Regions from separate parts of the Danio rerio genome. Here region 1 is linked to region 2. Evidence: chromatin contacts called from public Micro-C data. All regions are on one chromosome and are shown on one strand. The core of a region is the stretch at or near the end of the contact, and the rest is flanking DNA. Distances in the headings are between cores, read along the strand shown.

Region 1 (4,892 bases), core at 615-3,114, 470 kb after region 2:
CATATGACCTCTGCTTGCAATTAGGTGTAGCACTTTCCTTCGTTACAAAAATTCTGAAGCAGCACATAAGAATTCAAGAAAATATAGAGGTCAAAGTAAACGTTTGACACTCACCTTAGGGTACTGTTTGACTGGTATGAGAATCCTTTCCTTCAGTTTGATGTTTTTCATAGTAAAGAGGTCCAGGTAGCTTTCTGTATCTTTCTCAGTGTCCCCCTTCTCAATCTTTTCAATTTCTAAAAGGGAAAACAAGCATTATGCATCAGATTTGAACATTAAAATGCATTACTTCAATGCCAACATGTAAAGCAAGAGTTGGTGCAAATTTATGTTTACAAGTTAACATGCTCTGTTTACAAAAAGAATCGCATTTATAATTCAACAGAAGGTCAGAAAGCAGTTTAAAAGGCTAGTCTTCCTCCTTTTAAGTTGAAAACACTAATAAAAGCATCACACTCAATAGACAAACAGTTAGTAGCATCACAACTTTAGTTATATTTCATTGATATAACCTCACAGCAGATACCCGCGGGTCTTAAACAAAACTCTAGGTCATTTCAATAGCAAATGTACTGAGATTTAAGTGTTTGCTTCAGCCTGTAAAGGAAAGTGCTTGCTTCAAAGACATTGGAAGGAAACGCCATCAATCAGCTGGCTCAGCTTCACTAAAGGGCTTTTACTGCTGAACACCGACCAGCTACAAGCCTTTTCAAAATGTAACTTATGGAACTGATAATAACCACGAGATACTGCTAAACTCCCACTAGGCTGATATAAGACATGTGGTGAAACGAGGCCAGGAAAAGACATTTCCTACACCAAAAATCCAGATGCAACACTTCCCACACTGCAGGCACATATGGTCCTGAACATGGTTTTTATTACTACGACAAATCTCAAAGTTAAGACTTTCACCCGTCTTCAATTTCATACGCTCAGGCTTGGACGATTTCATCTAAAGCTTTCCAGATCTTTCCGTCTAGACAAACACGATAATACAGCGCATGGAGGCTGGGACTTGACGCGTACTAAGGAACGCCACGTTGACCTATTGAACACAAAGCGCTTGTTACAAACAACCAACAACGAAATCCTGATATGATTCATTTAAAAATGTTTTATCTGCAATTTTTGCAACTAAAATTGAATCAAATTTACGGATGCGCACAACAAATTGGTTCCGTAAATGTGTACAAAATATGATATTTGACTTTAAAAGTTCGCTTTCGGTTAAAGCTCATCCAGTACGCAGATCACACATCACTGGAGCGGAAATGGGACCGCTGCCCGGGGGGTGATGAGGGTAAATCTATACACCACCACGGGTTCAGAACATGCACACTGGATAATGATACAAAACCCCCACATTTCACCCTCCGTGAAAGCGTTAACAACACACCGAAAATGGCTACAGCAGCACGTGCCTGGTTCCAGCTAAACACACCACCCCCCTCGCTCGCTGTTACGAGACTTTTGTAACGGTCGTCCCGTCAACGACTACAGTCGATTCCATTCACTTCCCTCCAAACAAAACTGCGATTTTTCTTCGTCCATAAAAGTTAGTGGGTTATACGTTCACATTCCGCTCCTGCGTTTCCACAAAACAACGGCTTTACCTGCTGATATAAGTTTCATGGCGTGTGTGAAGGACGGGTCCAGGCTGTCGCGCTCCGCCAGCAGCTGCGGGAGGTATTTGTTCTCGCTTTCCATGTTGAGTTTGTAAGTTGCTGAAGATTTAAACACCGAAAGTCCAAGAGTGAAACTACTTCAGTATCCACGTCCTGCTTGGATGTCGGAACGGGTGAGTGTATGCTGCTGAACAGTGCGCGGTGGTGAGACGCAATGGCTCCTGTTCTCCGGCGTGCGGTTGGAAACAGATGAACAAAAGCTCGAGACGAGCGCAAATGACTTGAGCGAGCGGAAATTACGTCATGAAACTCGATGTATGGGACCGCCCACTTTGATGTGAAACTTTCTATCTTTTAAATTCATATTTTAATAGGAAGCTGTACAATATTATATATGTGCATATACATTAGATTAATCAGTACTGGAGCCAAATCTGGAGCTTATCTTACAAATTTAAATACAAATTTTTAAAAGAGGAAAAATCAACAAATAAATAAGAAAAAATAAATAAATAGTTGTAATTTAATTTTGTTCTATTATCTTTCAATTTCTATATGTTTGGTGACTAAATGTTATTTTAATCAATATATCTGTTTAATAAATCTGTTTTGTTTAAATGCAGCAACATACATTGGATAAAAATATTCATTTTCAAAATGGGGTCTACACAATTATGCTGAGCACTGTCTCTTTGTATTTTTGTTATCTATGTACCATATACATATGAACAATAATATAAAATATCATCTAAATAATCACAGATTTATTGTGAGTATATACATATATTATTTGGATGTAATTAAAAATATAAATAATGTAAATAAAATGATGTATATTATTTTGTATGTATATATTATTATTATTTTCTTATTAATTTGTTATATATTTTTATCTATCAATTCTTCATTAAAATTATTTATATTTGTAGAATGTATATTTCCACACACATACAACATATATATATATATATATATATATATATATATATATATATATATATATATATATATATATATATATATATATATATATATATATATATATATATATATATATATATATATATATATATATATAGATAGATAGATATAGATATAAGTATATCAGGGGTTTTCAATCTTAGTCCTTGAGGTCCGATGTCCTGCAGATTTTTGCTCCAACCCCAATCAGACACACCTGGGCTAGCTAATCAAGCTCGTATAGGCTTTCTAAAAACATCCAAGCAGGTGTGTTCTGCAGGACACCGGACCTCCAGGACCGAGTTTGAGAACCCCTGCTTTACATCGTACGAGTATAAATTATATACATGATATGATACTCTATATGTAATTTCTCGGAGCCTTATTCTGACTCCCCGTGTAAGTACGAGATACAAAAGCAACTTGTGTTTTTCCAGCAGATGTAAGACTGCTATATATTAATTAATTAATATGCTGTCTGGCTTTTTGGAGACACCCACAACGCTTTGCATACGCATGTTGTGGGGTTCGTGATAAATTATGAAGAAACTGTGGATTTCATAATGTTTGCTGCCCCCTTCTGGATAGAAATGGCAAATGAATTGCATTCAGGAGTTGGTGAAAAACACGAGTATTGACATGGCCAAATATTAACATTTAAAACACGGACCATTGTGCTTATTCATGCAATATGCTTTATTTATTTGCTATTTATTCAATACTTTTCTAAAACACTCCTGGTGTAGTATATTAGATCTACTGCTCTGTTTTGAATCCATATACTATTATATAATTTTTATCATCTCTTTGATAAAAACACAAAGCCAGCTTGTTTCTCCTCTTCTTCTCTTCTGACTGTAAACACATTTTCTCTCTGCCCTGTTTGTGAGGTCAGCTGTGGCTTAGCATTGCTAGGAGGCCCGTGAAACCTTTTTTGTCCAGCGAAAGCTTTCAGAACTGTCACACCTGCTTAGGCCTTTAGCACCAGCAGCGCCTTCCTCCGCTCCCCTTTCCCCTCAGCCTCGCTCAAGGTTAATACACTCAGCTTCTGCATGTCAGACTATTCAGACTCATAAAGAACTGCCTGCTTGCTGACCGCTTTGGCCTTTGAGCTTCGCTTGGCTAAAGCATATTCCTGCCTTTACAATATTTTCCAAAGGCTTCATTAAAATGTTAAAGGCATAGTTCACCCTAACATGAAAACTATGTCACCGTTTACTCGCATTTTACTTGTTCAAAACCTTCATGAGTTTATTTCATCTGTTGAATGCAAAAGAAAATATTTTGAGAAATGTTGGAAACCTTTGCTGCTAGGGAAGTCAATGGTTACAGGTTATCAGCATTCTTCAAAATAGGGCTGTGCGATTTGAGGAAAATATCTAATTGCGATTTTTATTTCTTTATTTTTTGACAGATATTGGGATTGTGATTTGATTTACAATTTAATTCAAGCTTCAAGCTGATTTTAATAAATTTAAGCTTCAGCTTAATAATCTGTAAACCGTGGCAATAATTCTGCGACAGCTCTAAAAATGACCTGTTCTTGTTTGGTGCCTGTGACTTTAAAACCAAAATATTCCCATATTACAAATGCTGTTTTTTCTTTTATATTAATTTGTCTATTAATGCTTCTGTAGCAGCAGATGCCATTATCCCCTTTTTCAGTGATTTCCTGTTTGTTTTCTTTTTTTATTTTAATTGCGGGCATAGTTCAGTTGCACAATTCTGATTGGTCAGAACGAAAGTGTGCTCACTCAATTGCCTAGTTATAAAGCCCCGGTCAGATCACACGATTTTGGCACGATTTCCTTGTCGTGACACAAGATTCAATCGTTTCTTGCATAGTTCACAACAACCGATACCATATCTGGTCATGTTTAATTTTCTGAAGCATAGCAGACTGGTTTTGAAGCACTTCACCTCAGATTGTTATTCATTATCTTTGTTTACATATATACATACAGTACTGGCCCATCCAACAGGCAATTTAGGCAGTCACCTAGGGCCCCATGTTTCTTGGAGGGCCCCACGAACGCTGCGCACAAACAATGCACATTGTGCAATGCCTGTTAAATGTGATAAAATACCATAACAAAATACAAAAATTAAGTTGTCATGAGCAGGTATTGTTTTGTTTTATTATTTCAGAAGTTGAATACTGTATTTTTTGATGATTTGATCAATTTCTTAAATAGCTTTTGAAGATAGACAGGTGATTTTTATATTATATCTCATCATCTTGTTCTCTTAAACTTTAAATTTTCTTAGCACCCTATGACCTATAGTGCAAACACGTCTCTTTTT
Region 2 (5,429 bases), core at 257-2,756:
TGATTTAGCCTGACATCTTTACTGCTTCGAAATATTTTGAATGTTTCTCAAAATAAAATATGTGTTCAAAGTGAAAAAAAGTTTTTGTTTTTACTCAGACATTTAAATAGAGCATATTTCAGAGCAGTAATCACAATACTGTGAAACCGTATTTTTAATCCAAGGTTATTATACTGTCAGAATCTTATACCAGACCATGCCTAATTTCATAACAGTTTTATATTTTCATCTGTAGCAGTGACAGTGAAAATTGTACTTAATTTGGCTTACTTTTTGCTTTGAAAGACTCATTTCTGTTAGTATTCCAATTTGCACCATACAATGTGATAAAAAATCCCATCCAAATACCCTGAACTGAACTGCTGATTTCAGCTTACTCAAACTGCAAACTAAAATGGCACAATTTGTGAAAACCTGCCAGATATCACATTAATATAAACTGTGATGATTCTATTAAATATAAGACAGGAAAAACCAAGTCAGCAGACAGTCAGTTTCCGATACCTAATCTGACCTTCCAGTTTGTATCATTCCTGTTCCAACCTTTTTCCATCACAACCTATTCTAAAGATCCAAGTAATAAACAGACAGGCATCACACATATGTATAATGCTCAAAACACCTAGCTATGGGGTTCTGACATAATTAATAATCATTCACTAAATATAAAAACTAAATTAGCCAGCCTGTACCATGTCATCACCTTCCTCCCTACACACCCAATGTAAAAATGAGGAGATCCCAAGTTATATTTAACAGAAAAGACTGATGGTTTAATGCAGCTGACAACCTAGCCGATTTGTTACTACAAGAAACTGCCATTTTAATAATCGTGAATATACAATAAAAGTCTCCCATGAGTAGTTTTGAAACAGAAACCATCAGCTATCGTGGCTGATCACGTGTAGTTGACTAGTGCACTCACTGACACCAGGGACATGTTGTTTAGTCTGTCTAAACCCAGACAGCTGTCTACATAGACAACATTAACGAGAATAGATTTATATAACCCATGACAGAGCACTATGTTTAATGTTTGAGCATTTCCTCTTTAGCTGCCACCTAAAACCCGAACGATTTCACAACCTCGAACAGAACATGTCTAACATGACCAAGCGTTTCCACTGGCAAAGACTCAAAATTGACAACCACGTCAATCAAATTCAACCAAACCTCACTAAAGCATGTCCGAAAAGCGTTATGACTTAAAACATTTGCTCTTGGAATCGCTGGTAAACATACAGGTCGTGTACAGCAATGTGCTAGGCTAACTGGCCCTTTACACTCATGCTGTAAATGACATGATGTAGCTTGTCTTGGGTTCTCGGCTACAAATCTGATCCCAAAACACCGCGAGTAACAGTACGAACACGTCAAAAGACAGTATTGACGAGATACTCACCCATGGTTCTTTCTTGAGTTATATACGCTTTGATGACTGGTTTTATCAACGCTGTAATCTTAACACTCGATTTTGCTCCTCACAAACAATATGTCGGTGATCTACGGAGAGTAGAAGGAGACAAACTTAATGACAGCGTTTCCAATTTGTGTCTTACGAAAGGCTGAGCAAACGAACAAAATGAGGGGGTCTCGTCATCACTATGTAAAAAAAAAGAGAAAATAATAATAATATTAATGATGATCATAATTATAATAACAATGATAATAATAACAAAAATAATGATGATAATAATAATAATAATAATAATAAACAATAATAAAAATACTGCCACTATTAATTATATTAATAAGAATAATCATAACACAAATAATTATTATAATATTGAGGAAATTTGGATAATATACTCTTTATTAAGATATACTGTTAATAGGCATAATAGGCTTACTAAGTGTAAATCAGCTTGTCAGCTCAAAATATAAAAATAGGACTATCTATCTAAATAGTTAACTAACTTACAATATAAATGAATATATAAATAAATAAATAATATGGTCAAAATCATTTTTATTATTTTGTGCATATTAAATAACACAAAAACATTATTTAAAAAAACAAATATAGTAATAACATATTATTTATATTATTCATAGACATGAAAAATAAAATACATTCATTCATTCATTTTCTTGTCGGCTTAGTCCCTTTATTAATCTGGGGTCGCTACAGCGGAATGAACCACCAACTTATCCAGCACGTTTTTACGCAGCGGATGCCCTTCCAGCTGCAACCCATCTCTGGGAAACATTCACACACACATTCACACACACACTCATACACTACAGACAATTTAGCCTACCCAATTCACCTGTACCGCAGGCCTGACTAATTAGCCCCCTTGTTTATTTTTTCCCCAATTTTTGTTTAACGGAGAAAAAAATGTGTTTTTGTCAACACATTTCTAAACAATAGTTTTAATAACTCATTTCTAATAACTGGTTTATTTTATCTTTCCCATGATGACAGTAAATAATATTTGAATAGATATTTTTTAAGACACTTCTTTACGGCTTAAAGTGACATTTAAAGGCTTAACTAGGTTATTTAGGTTAACTAGGAAGGTTAGGGTAATTAGGCAAGTTATTGTATAATGACGGTTTGTTCTGTAGACTATCGGAAAAAAATTATAGCTTAAAGGGGCTGATAATTTTTACTTTAAAACGGCTTTTAAAAAATTAAAAACTGATTTTATTCTAGTCAAAATAAATCAAATAAAACTTTCTACAGATTTGGGAAATATTTTAAAAAAGGAAAAAAAAATCAAAGTCGGGCTAATAACTGTATATGTATATATATGAAGTCAGAATTATTGATAATATTTTTTCTTCTGTTTTATTTTGGTTAGAATATAAGCAGTTTAACAGTTTTATTTTTTAAAGGGTCATAATTATTAGCCCCTTTAAGCTATATTTTTTCCAATAGTCTACAGAACTAACCATCATTATAGCTTGTCTAATTACCCTAATCAGCCTAGTTAACCAAGTTACCTTCTGGGAAAAGGTTCAGAGTACCTTGCTGTAGATTAAACAGATATAAGAATTCCTTTTATCCTATGAGCATTAAGCTATTAAATAACAGTAGTAGCTTACACTGAGAGTTTCTGTTTTTGCTTATTTTCGCTTATGTGAAGAGACGCATGTAACTTTTATAAAAATACTAATTTGTTTTTTGTATGTTGTATTGTTTTTTCCATGTTTGTGATAACTGCAGCTGAGGGCAAGAGCCCAAGACAAATTTCCCTAACTGGGACAATAAAGTTTTACCTTACCTACCTCACCTTAGTTAAGCCTTTAAATGTCACTTTAAGCTGTTTACAAGTGTCTTGAAAAATATCTAGTAACATATTATTTACTGTCATTATGGCAAAGATAAAAGCAATCAGTTACTAGAAATTAATAATTAAAATGATTATGTTTAGAAATGTGTTGAAAAAATGTTCTCCGCTAAACAAAAATAGAGGAAAAAAATAAACAGAGGACTATTAATTCACGGGACCAAAAATTCATATATGCATTAATTTGTCATTTACTATTATAAATAATATTGGTAAATATAACAACAAAAAAACTAAAAAAGGTAGAATGAGATGAGACAATTAATGACTCAATATGTAAGTCACATTTAACGCAGCAACTTGGTTAACCTTACCCAGCGGTTAAGTCATATAAACAACCCAGCATTCTGGAGCTAACTGACTAAACCCGGCACTTGGGTCAAAACAACCTAGGTGCGTGGTATGTCCTATAGTTATCCAGCACCTGGGTTAGGATTGGGTTATTTTCCAAGTCAGCATTTTTTTAAAGTGTAGTGTACAAATGATCTGATTTTATATGGAACTTTCCAACTTCCCCAGAAATACTAAGGCTTGCTGAATATAATTAATATGGCCACTGAAAAATATTGAACAATTGAATAAAAATGTAAATAGTGTAAATTAATTTATAAAATCTATAATTTATTCTTAAATCTGTAACAGGTTAAAACAAATCAAACACGAAAACCTTTTTTATTTTATTAATGACAAAGAATTCATCAAGCTTTGTTTTCTGGTACAATTACATCTGTATATGTGTGTGTGTGTGCATGCTATTAATTATATTTAATTAAATATTAATTAATATGCTTAATGTTAATATACCAAATTAAATTTCACTTCATCTCTTTATATCTCACATATAGACCCAATCAAAATAAGATGAAATAAAAAAGTTTCTCAGACTAGAATTTAGTCTTTTTCTTTCTTTCTTTCTTTCTTTCTTTCTTTCTTTCTTTCTTTCTTTCTTTCTTTCTTTCTTTCTTTCTTTCTTTCTTTCTTTCTTTCTTTCTTTCTTATATATATATGGGTTCAACTGTCACACATTTCATCCACCACATACAGACATGTAAAGCTTGCATATATATATATATATATATATATATATATATATATATATATATATATATATATATATATATATATATATATATATATATATATATATATATATATATATATATATATATATATATATATATATATATATATATATAGTTGAAGTCAGAATTATTGATAATATTTTTCTTCAGGAGAAAGTTTTATTTGTTTTATTTTGGCTAGAATAAAATCAGTTTACCACTTTTTTAAAAACCATTTAAATTCAAAATGATCAGCCCCTTTAGGCTATATTTTTTTCCAATAGTCTACAGAACCAACCATCATTATACAATAGCTTGCCTAATTACCCTAACCTGCCTAGTGAACCTGCTTTTTCTTTCTTTCTTTCTTTCTTTCTTTCTTTCTTTCTTTCTTTCTTTCTTTCTTTCTTTCTTTCTTTCTTTCTTTCTTTCTTTCTTTCTTTCTTTCTTTCTTTCTTTCTTTCTTTCTTTCTTTCTTTCTCTTGAGATCAAAACCCAATAAATTCACCCTGCCCTGAATGTGGCAATATGGAGCTCATGGTGGATTGTCTTTGCAGCCTTATGACTCCATTAATGCGCTCGGCTCGGCACAAATTGAATGTGACGCAATAACAGAGTGTGCAGCACCTGAACTCAATTCTCTGCAAGCAGGTAGCGATAAATTATTGCGCAGCTCTTGTGTTTGAGGCCCCAGCAAACATTGCATTCAATGAACACTTGGGGGCAACGTTGGATTAACTCAGCGAGGGCCCCAACGAGAAATGGAGAAAGAGATTTTTTTTTATCAAGATCCCTGAGAGACACTGTGGCTTTATTTACATGGAACTTGGCTTGGTTTAGTAAGTATATTGTGAAATAATGTATAAGGTTTTCAAATCCGCAACCTGCTAATGTCAGTTTTCATGCGTTGGTTTACATTTTTTTCCTAATTTAAGAAGCATCAAGCTTGATCTTGTGTAGCTGTGCAGTTTAAAAGAATAGAGAGGAAAATATGGTCATTTATCAGTGTCAGATTTCAAAAGGTGAGTCGTGACCCCAAGAAAAAAGGAATTCCTATGTCTGGCATAAAGCA

Evidence for each region. Hi-C and Micro-C count contacts between places; a contact is called where the count stands out from the background.
Region 1: a Micro-C map of caudal fin shows a contact between it and region 2, with 2.6 times the contacts expected there. The contact joins the promoter of khdrbs1b here to the promoter of kpna6 in region 2. A contact is called at or near these places in 3 of 18 Hi-C or Micro-C datasets (caudal fin, embryo and an unstated tissue) and 2 of 4 datasets of contacts at active chromatin or transcription factors (caudal fin and embryo).

What each region holds. Positions count from the first base shown.
Region 1 is chr19:32,828,439-32,833,330 of GRCz12tu, forward strand. khdrbs1b (KH domain containing, RNA binding, signal transduction associated 1b) reads right to left here and starts at 1,865. Exons shown (of 9, transcript NM_213235.1): 1 at 1,617-1,865; 2 at 115-236. The coding sequence starts at 1,710.
Region 2 is chr19:32,356,153-32,361,581 of GRCz12tu, forward strand. It overlaps kpna6 (karyopherin alpha 6 (importin alpha 7)), which reads right to left and starts at 1,507. Exons shown (of 14, transcript XM_001923886.8): 1 at 1,403-1,507. The coding sequence starts at 1,406.